Regions from separate parts of the Rattus norvegicus genome. Here region 2 is linked to region 1. The links are chromatin contacts, called in public Hi-C maps. All regions are on one chromosome and are shown on one strand. Each heading gives the region's core, a stretch centred on a gene start, on an enhancer-like site or on the middle of the called end of the contact. The rest is flanking DNA. Distances are from core to core; before and after follow the strand shown.

The links. A called contact is a pair of places that touch in the nucleus more often than the background predicts.
Region 2: a contact with region 1 is called in a Hi-C map of the A7r5 cell line, with 2.0 times the contacts expected there. The contact joins the enhancer-like site here to the promoter of Cul5 in region 1. A contact is called at or near these places in 3 of 12 Hi-C or Micro-C datasets (the A7r5 cell line, the Rat2 cell line and frontal cortex).

What each region holds. Positions count from the first base shown.
Region 1 is chr8:62,961,090-62,964,346 of GRCr8, reverse strand. Cul5 (cullin 5) reads left to right here and starts at 1,776. Exons shown (of 19, transcript NM_022683.1): 1 at 1,776-1,942. The coding sequence starts at 1,919.
Region 2 is chr8:63,099,456-63,102,618 of GRCr8, reverse strand. It overlaps Slc35f2 (solute carrier family 35, member F2), which reads right to left. Exons shown (of 8, transcript NM_001395734.1): 8 at 2,828-3,163. Among named protein-coding and RNA genes, the nearest start is that of Sln, 39 kb to the left of the region's middle. Within about 2 kb of position 1,843, at least 4 of the 93 cell types and tissues checked have an H3K27ac peak or open chromatin away from gene starts, as enhancers often do. A contact at or near this core is called in the A7r5 cell line, where this site is marked.

The DNA of each region.
Region 1 (3,257 bases), core at 527-3,026:
AACACAGGACCTCTGGAAAAGAGTAGTCAATGCTTTTAACCATTGAGCAATCTCTCCAGACTGTCATATTTAGTCTTTAACTTTTTAGAATTTTATGTGGATGAATTTTTGCCAGCATGTAGATTTGCACACCAAGTGTATGCCTGATGCCTATACACAGAGCCCCCTAAGTGCCAGAGTACCAGTGCTCTAAAACTGGGCCATTTCGCCAGTCTTTATATTTAATTTTTGCAAAAGCGCTGTGATTTAGATGTTTTAATACTAATTTCACCAACAAGAGAACTAAGGCTCATTGTGGTCAAGTAAAGCATTCAAGGTCTGAGAAGTAGATCTTAACTCATTTTAAGCATTGTGTGGCGCTAATTGGTCTGGAAGTCAGAGTGCTGAAATTAAAGGTATGTTCCACCACACCCTGCCCGAAGCAGAGATAAGGAAATTTTGGCCATTTCGGAGGGGAGCACATACCTATAATTCTACCAGTCATTCTGGAGGCAGAGAAAGGCAGATCTCTGTGAGTTCTAGGTCAACCTGGTCTACATAGAGAATTCTTGGCCTTCCAAGAATAACATAGAAAGACCGCTTCAAACAAAGCTACCTGGAATGCTTGGGGCAAAAGGAGATTTCAGGCTTAATATATGAAATAAAATCCTTCAGAGTAGAGCCTGAAAGTCTGCTTTTCTAATTAGCACCTCAGATTAAGATGAACAATGTATTAGCAATGTTTGAGAAGCTTTTGGTTTTTTTGTAGCCCTGGCTGTCCTGGAGCTTGCTCTGTAGATCAGGTTGCCCTCAATCTTACAGAGATCCTCCTGCCTCTGCTTTGAGTACTGGGATTAAAATTGTGGAACAGTGAGAGATGAGTTTCAAAGAAACAAGTTTGACACCAGGTGGTGGTTTCCCACACCTTTAATTCCAGCACTTGGGAGCCGAGGCACCTCCAGTATAGCCAGGGCTATATAGAGAAATTCTGTCAAAAACCAACCAACCAAAGAAACAAACAAACAAAACCCAAAAAGAACAGTGCTAGGAACTTGCGTAATGCATTAAATTACAGCTAAACGGAGATAACCCTGTATAAATTATATTGTCTTCCCTTGATCAGAGATTTGTGATCTGAAGCGATGCAATTTGGAGAAAATACTGTAGGGTGCTCTAGGATATGTCTTAAGGAGTCCAAGATTAATAATCACTTCTTGAACAAGCCGGGCATTCTTTTTTTAGCGGAATAACAGCAGGTTTGTGCATCAGTCACCAAACAAATAATATACCGGGCGCCTTCTCCATGTCAGCATTTGCGGAGGACAGCAGTAAAAAGCCTTCCAGGCTAATCTAATCCAGAGCTCTGAATAGCAATCCCGATCTGGGGCGAGCGCGTGAGGGCTGCTCCGGCTCCAGCCAGCAGAGGGCGCACTCCCACCCTCCGCGCGGCCTCGGGACCCAGTGGCTTGCTATCGCCTGGGTTGCTCCCGAGCACGCCCCCGCCCGCCGCGTCACGTGACACCGCCACGGAACCTGAGGTGCGGGCCCTAAGCCGAGCTAAAGTCGTTGCTGGCGGCCGGGGCGGGTGCAACCCCAGAGGCAGAACCGAAGACGAGTTGGGGAGGCCCGGGGAAGTCGATACTACCTCTTCCCGGTCAGGTCGGCTCCCTGTCCCTTCCCACCATTCGCCGCTCGCGTCTCTTTAAGCGTTTGCATGCGCTCTCTCGCGTGGGCAGGCCGGGGTGACCATGTAGCGGGAAAGCCCGAGGAAGCACGGGTGCCTGGGACGAGCTCAGCGCTGACGGCACGCCGCTCCGGCGTCCCCTGCATCCCTCGCTGCGGCCTGCGGGGTCCTGCTGGGAACCCCGGCCTCTCGAGGAGGCCTGGCCCCGAGAGCCGCCAAGTCTCGCCGCGTCTCGCGAGAGTCCAAGTTGAGAACATGGCGACGTCTAATCTGTTAAAGGTAAGCCCCTGACTGCAGCCCGGCTTCTGCTCGGTGACCGACGCGTTCAGCTCCTGGGGAAGGACCGGGCTCCGTGTGAGCAGCGAGATGTGAGAGTGTTTCGGGGTTGTCCACCGGAACGGGAGCCGGGGTGGCTGTTGCCCGAGCACACGGACGCCGGGCCCTGGCCTCGGGGTCCAGAGGATCTGGTGGTTCCTCCCGCCGGCTGATTGACTGACTCGGAGCGATGCTTTCAGGGGATCAACCCAGGCTGGAAGCGAGAGCAGTGTTGCTGGGCCCGCACCAACCCGCCATTGTGACTCTTGGGGTCCGTTTCTTCTGGATGGAGTGTCAAAGACATAACAGGGAAAAAAAATCCCAACAAAATGCTACCTAGCAGGTTTCAGTGGCTTAACTCCCAACCCCATTTTTTAATTTCTGTTCACACTCTGGTCTGCAGGAAATGCGAGCCAGACAGCAGTGCCTACCACTTCACCCCCTTTCTCCCTTTTCTGAATGTTACACCTTCCCTTCAGTTCTCTCACGCTTGACTTCCTATTTCCACCTCTCTTCTTTCTTTCCTTCCTTCTTTCTTTCTTTCTTTCTTTCTTTCTTTCTTTCTTTCTTTCTTTCTTTCTTTTTTTTCCTTGAGGAACTGTCTCCCAGCCCCGACCTCCCATGTAGGACATCAGGTGGCATCCGATAAAGTTCTACCATTCTTTTAGAGTGTAGAAGAGTTTTCATTAAAGAAAGCATTGAGAAGTTTTTAAATACCAGGAGAGGCTCAGGGCAGGCAGATTGATAAAAAATGAGGACTATGATAAAGACATGAGTCAAGTTTGTGTTTTTAGTAAGAATTCTGTCCTAAAGCACTAGCTGAAATGGGGCTAGTGATGACCTGAGGGGACATAAACATATGTTCTCAGGCTGTGTGAATGAATAATAATAATAATAGAAAAGGCTCCTCTCCCCTAAAAGGGGTCTCATTGACCCCATCTTGGCCAGAACTTTCGATGTAGCCCAACTGGCCTCGAACTCACAGAAATCCTTTGTCTGCACTGAGATTGAAGGCCTGCAACACCACTTGAGGGGTTCCTTAAAAGGTCTTCCTGAATTTCTATCTCTTGGGTTTTTGAGACAGGGTTTCTCTGTGTAGCCTTGGCTGTCCTTGGATTCTGTAGACCAGGGTGGCCTTGATCTCTGAGATCCTCTGCTGACCCTCCCCACTCCCAATAATGAAATTAAAGGCTTGTGCCACCATGCAGCAAGCCATGGGTTGAATTTCTGTCTAACAGCTGTATGACTTTGAGCTAGTTCCCTAACCTTAACAACTTCT
Region 2 (3,163 bases), core at 594-3,093, 140 kb before region 1:
GAACTTCACAAGGGAACTGTGCACACCAGCCCTACACATCCGTAAGCCGTACCTTGTATGACTAAGCGAAGAGCATTTGAAAACATCCAGATGTGTGTGGATGGCCGGTTAGACCCAGATGTGTGTGGATGGCCAGCTAGAGGCAATCAACGTTCAAACAGCCTTTTATTTTATCTCTGTCCTCACCATCCTTTTAACCGATATTCCCATCCCCATAATTATCTATGCTTTGAATTAAGGTTGTTACAAGACAGCATTGTTTTAACCAAGGAATAAATTACATGGTGAAGATCTTCACACCGGGGGACAAAGCCTTGTGGTATTAAATCACACAGGTCAAGATAGGGAGGGACAGGCGATATTTTACTGTTCTGATGGGGCTCCATCCTCTGATGTGCCATTTATATACATGGTCAGACTTCTGAAAACACTTTCTATGTGACTTCTGGAGCGCTGTGTGCTCAGCATTACCTAATTTCCTCATAAACCTCTTGCTTTTTAATCAGCTAAGTGGCTCTCTGCTGAATTTTCCCTTTTATTGATATATTGTGAGGGTTGAGGCTATGCCCAGAAACTAAGTGATTCCGCGTGGATGAAATGGCACATCACCATAATTATGATAGAAAACAGAGTCGTGCCTGGCCATACAGAAGACCTTGAGGAGACAAATGTTTACATTAAAGCTTCCTTAACTGGCAGGCTCTGCTACTGCAGAGAAAAGGATGCTCTCAAGCCAGGCTTTTCCACAGAAATCTTCCCAGCGGCTCTCACAGGGTGAATGGCTCAGTGTCTCCTCAGGACCAGGCCTTCTTTCTCCCCTGTTGCCTACTGTCTGGGGCCTTGATGCTGGCTTTGATGCTGACCTTGATGCTGGCTACAGGTTAAAACTGGATTCCATTTGCCCCTTATCCATCCGTCTCCGTATGAGTGAAATGTGTCTCAATTCTTCCACGACCCCACCCCACAACGGTTACCCTGGGACAATCCTTTCTGAGTGAAGTCCTGATAATATGCCCATTAAAACAAACACTAGCCGGTTAAGGTAGTGCATATCCTGGTTCCCAGCACATGGGGAGGCACATGTGGACCTCTGTGAGCTAATGGCCAGCCATCACTACATAGGGTGACCCTGTCTAAAACGAAGCCAAAATCCATCAGACTAGTGAGATGGCTCAGCCGGTAAAGTGAAAACATTAGAACCCGGGTTGGGATTTGGAACTCCCACATAAAAGTTGGGCTTTGTCACAATTATCTGTAACCTCAGGTCTGGGAGGCAGGGACAGGCACATCAGTCCTGGGGCTGACTGACCAGCAAAATGAAACAGTGTTCCAAGGTGAGAGGGAGGGAGGGAGGGAGGGAGGGAGGGAGGGAGGGAGGGAGGGAGGGAGAGAGAGAGAGAGAGAGAGAGAGAGAGAGAGAGAGAGAGAGAGAAAGAGAGGGAGAGAGAAAGAGAGGGAGGGAGGGAGAGGGAGGCTGTTTCAAAAACTAAGGTGGAAAGCAATACAACCTAATATCAGCCTCTGGGGTCTGCTCACATGGAGGCACATGGGCAAACAGGTCTGCACACAAATGTATACCCACCTTTACACACACCCCTGTCTCCATCTTCTCTCTCCCACCCCCCAGTTTAAAATTCCCTTAACAAACAATATGGAAGCAATAAAAAATGAGATTGCTAGCACAAGTAGTCCTGGGGCCACCCCCTAGAAACACCACTGATTAAATATATATATCAGTTGGCTGTCAGATACCTTGGTATCAGGGGGGAGAAATGTTATCTGCCCATCCAAACACAGCAATAACGATTGCATCAGCCCTTCTCTAAATTGTTGCCACATCCAGTTACATAGTGTATCCACACGGGGGAGCCAACGAGCAATTCCTTCATATTGTTCATTAGGCGTTGGGGTTTGAATGGGTTTTGAGAGGTTCTAGAACCTTTGGAAATGTGGCCTACCTGGCATTGATGCAGGTAAAAAACAAAAACCCAAACTGAAAGGGCAGTTTAAATGGCTCGTGGAGAATGAGAGACTATTTCATTCCGAAACATTTTACACTCAGCATGGTCATTCAAAAATACAAACTGTTGATTGCTGCAAAGGACACATGTGCACACTCGGACCCAGCGTAGCCCCCAAGCAGATAGGTCATGTCTGCCTTGCCTCACCTGATTCTGAAAAGCTGCATAGGAAGGAGAACGTGAATGCACCAAGCTGTGTAATATCTCCAGGGGGAAGCAGAATGGTGCTGCACAGCTGTAACCCTGGCACTCAGGAGTCTGAGGCAGGAGGATCAGAAGTTCAAAACCAGCCTGGGTCATACAGTAGGGCAGTCTCACAAAAAACAGGGGCTGAGGAGATGGCTCAGTGGGTAAGGCGCTTGCCACACAAGTGTGAGGAGTGAGTTCTAATCCCCAGAATCTATGCAGAGCCAGGCAATGAATGAAGGAGATTCCATAATGCCAGCGTTAACTGAGGGGAGACTGACGGTGTCCCAGAAGCTTGTGGGTCAGCTAGCCTGAAGCTACCCTTCAGGGGACAGCAAAGAGACTCTGCCTCAAACAAGGGAGAAGGTAAGAAATGATACTCTCTGCTGTCCTCAGATCTCCATTTAAGATCTGAGGCGTGTGCATGCCCACACCCACACATATGTGAATGCATGCATGCATACATACATACATACATACATACATACATACATCACATGCACGCAGGCATGCACACACACACGCGCTTGCTCAAAGACAAAAACAGGAATCAAACACTCGGATAGAGCTCCACAGGGAACCGGGGTTAATCTCAAACCAATATACACTGTGTGACTCTATTTCCATGAGTTTAAAGTCTTTTAATAATATGAACACTTACCCCAAATTTCTTTATTATACCTATACAAAAACCATTTACATAGAGTTTTCTAAAGGTGACATCCTGGTGGCTGACATTATGCTGAAGCTGCATGTTCACGCCGTGCTGCGGAAGTGTCAGAAACCCACGAGCATCATAAACTGGTGTAAACAAGGAAGACACTCTCCTCTCAGTCAGGATTCCAGAAGCCCAGCACCGACCTACTTTAGTGTTTCTGGTTTGGAACCACTGCTCACTGCTCCTTTCTTCCATGGGAAATGATTAGCATTTTGTTTCCATTTTAATGATAATGCTT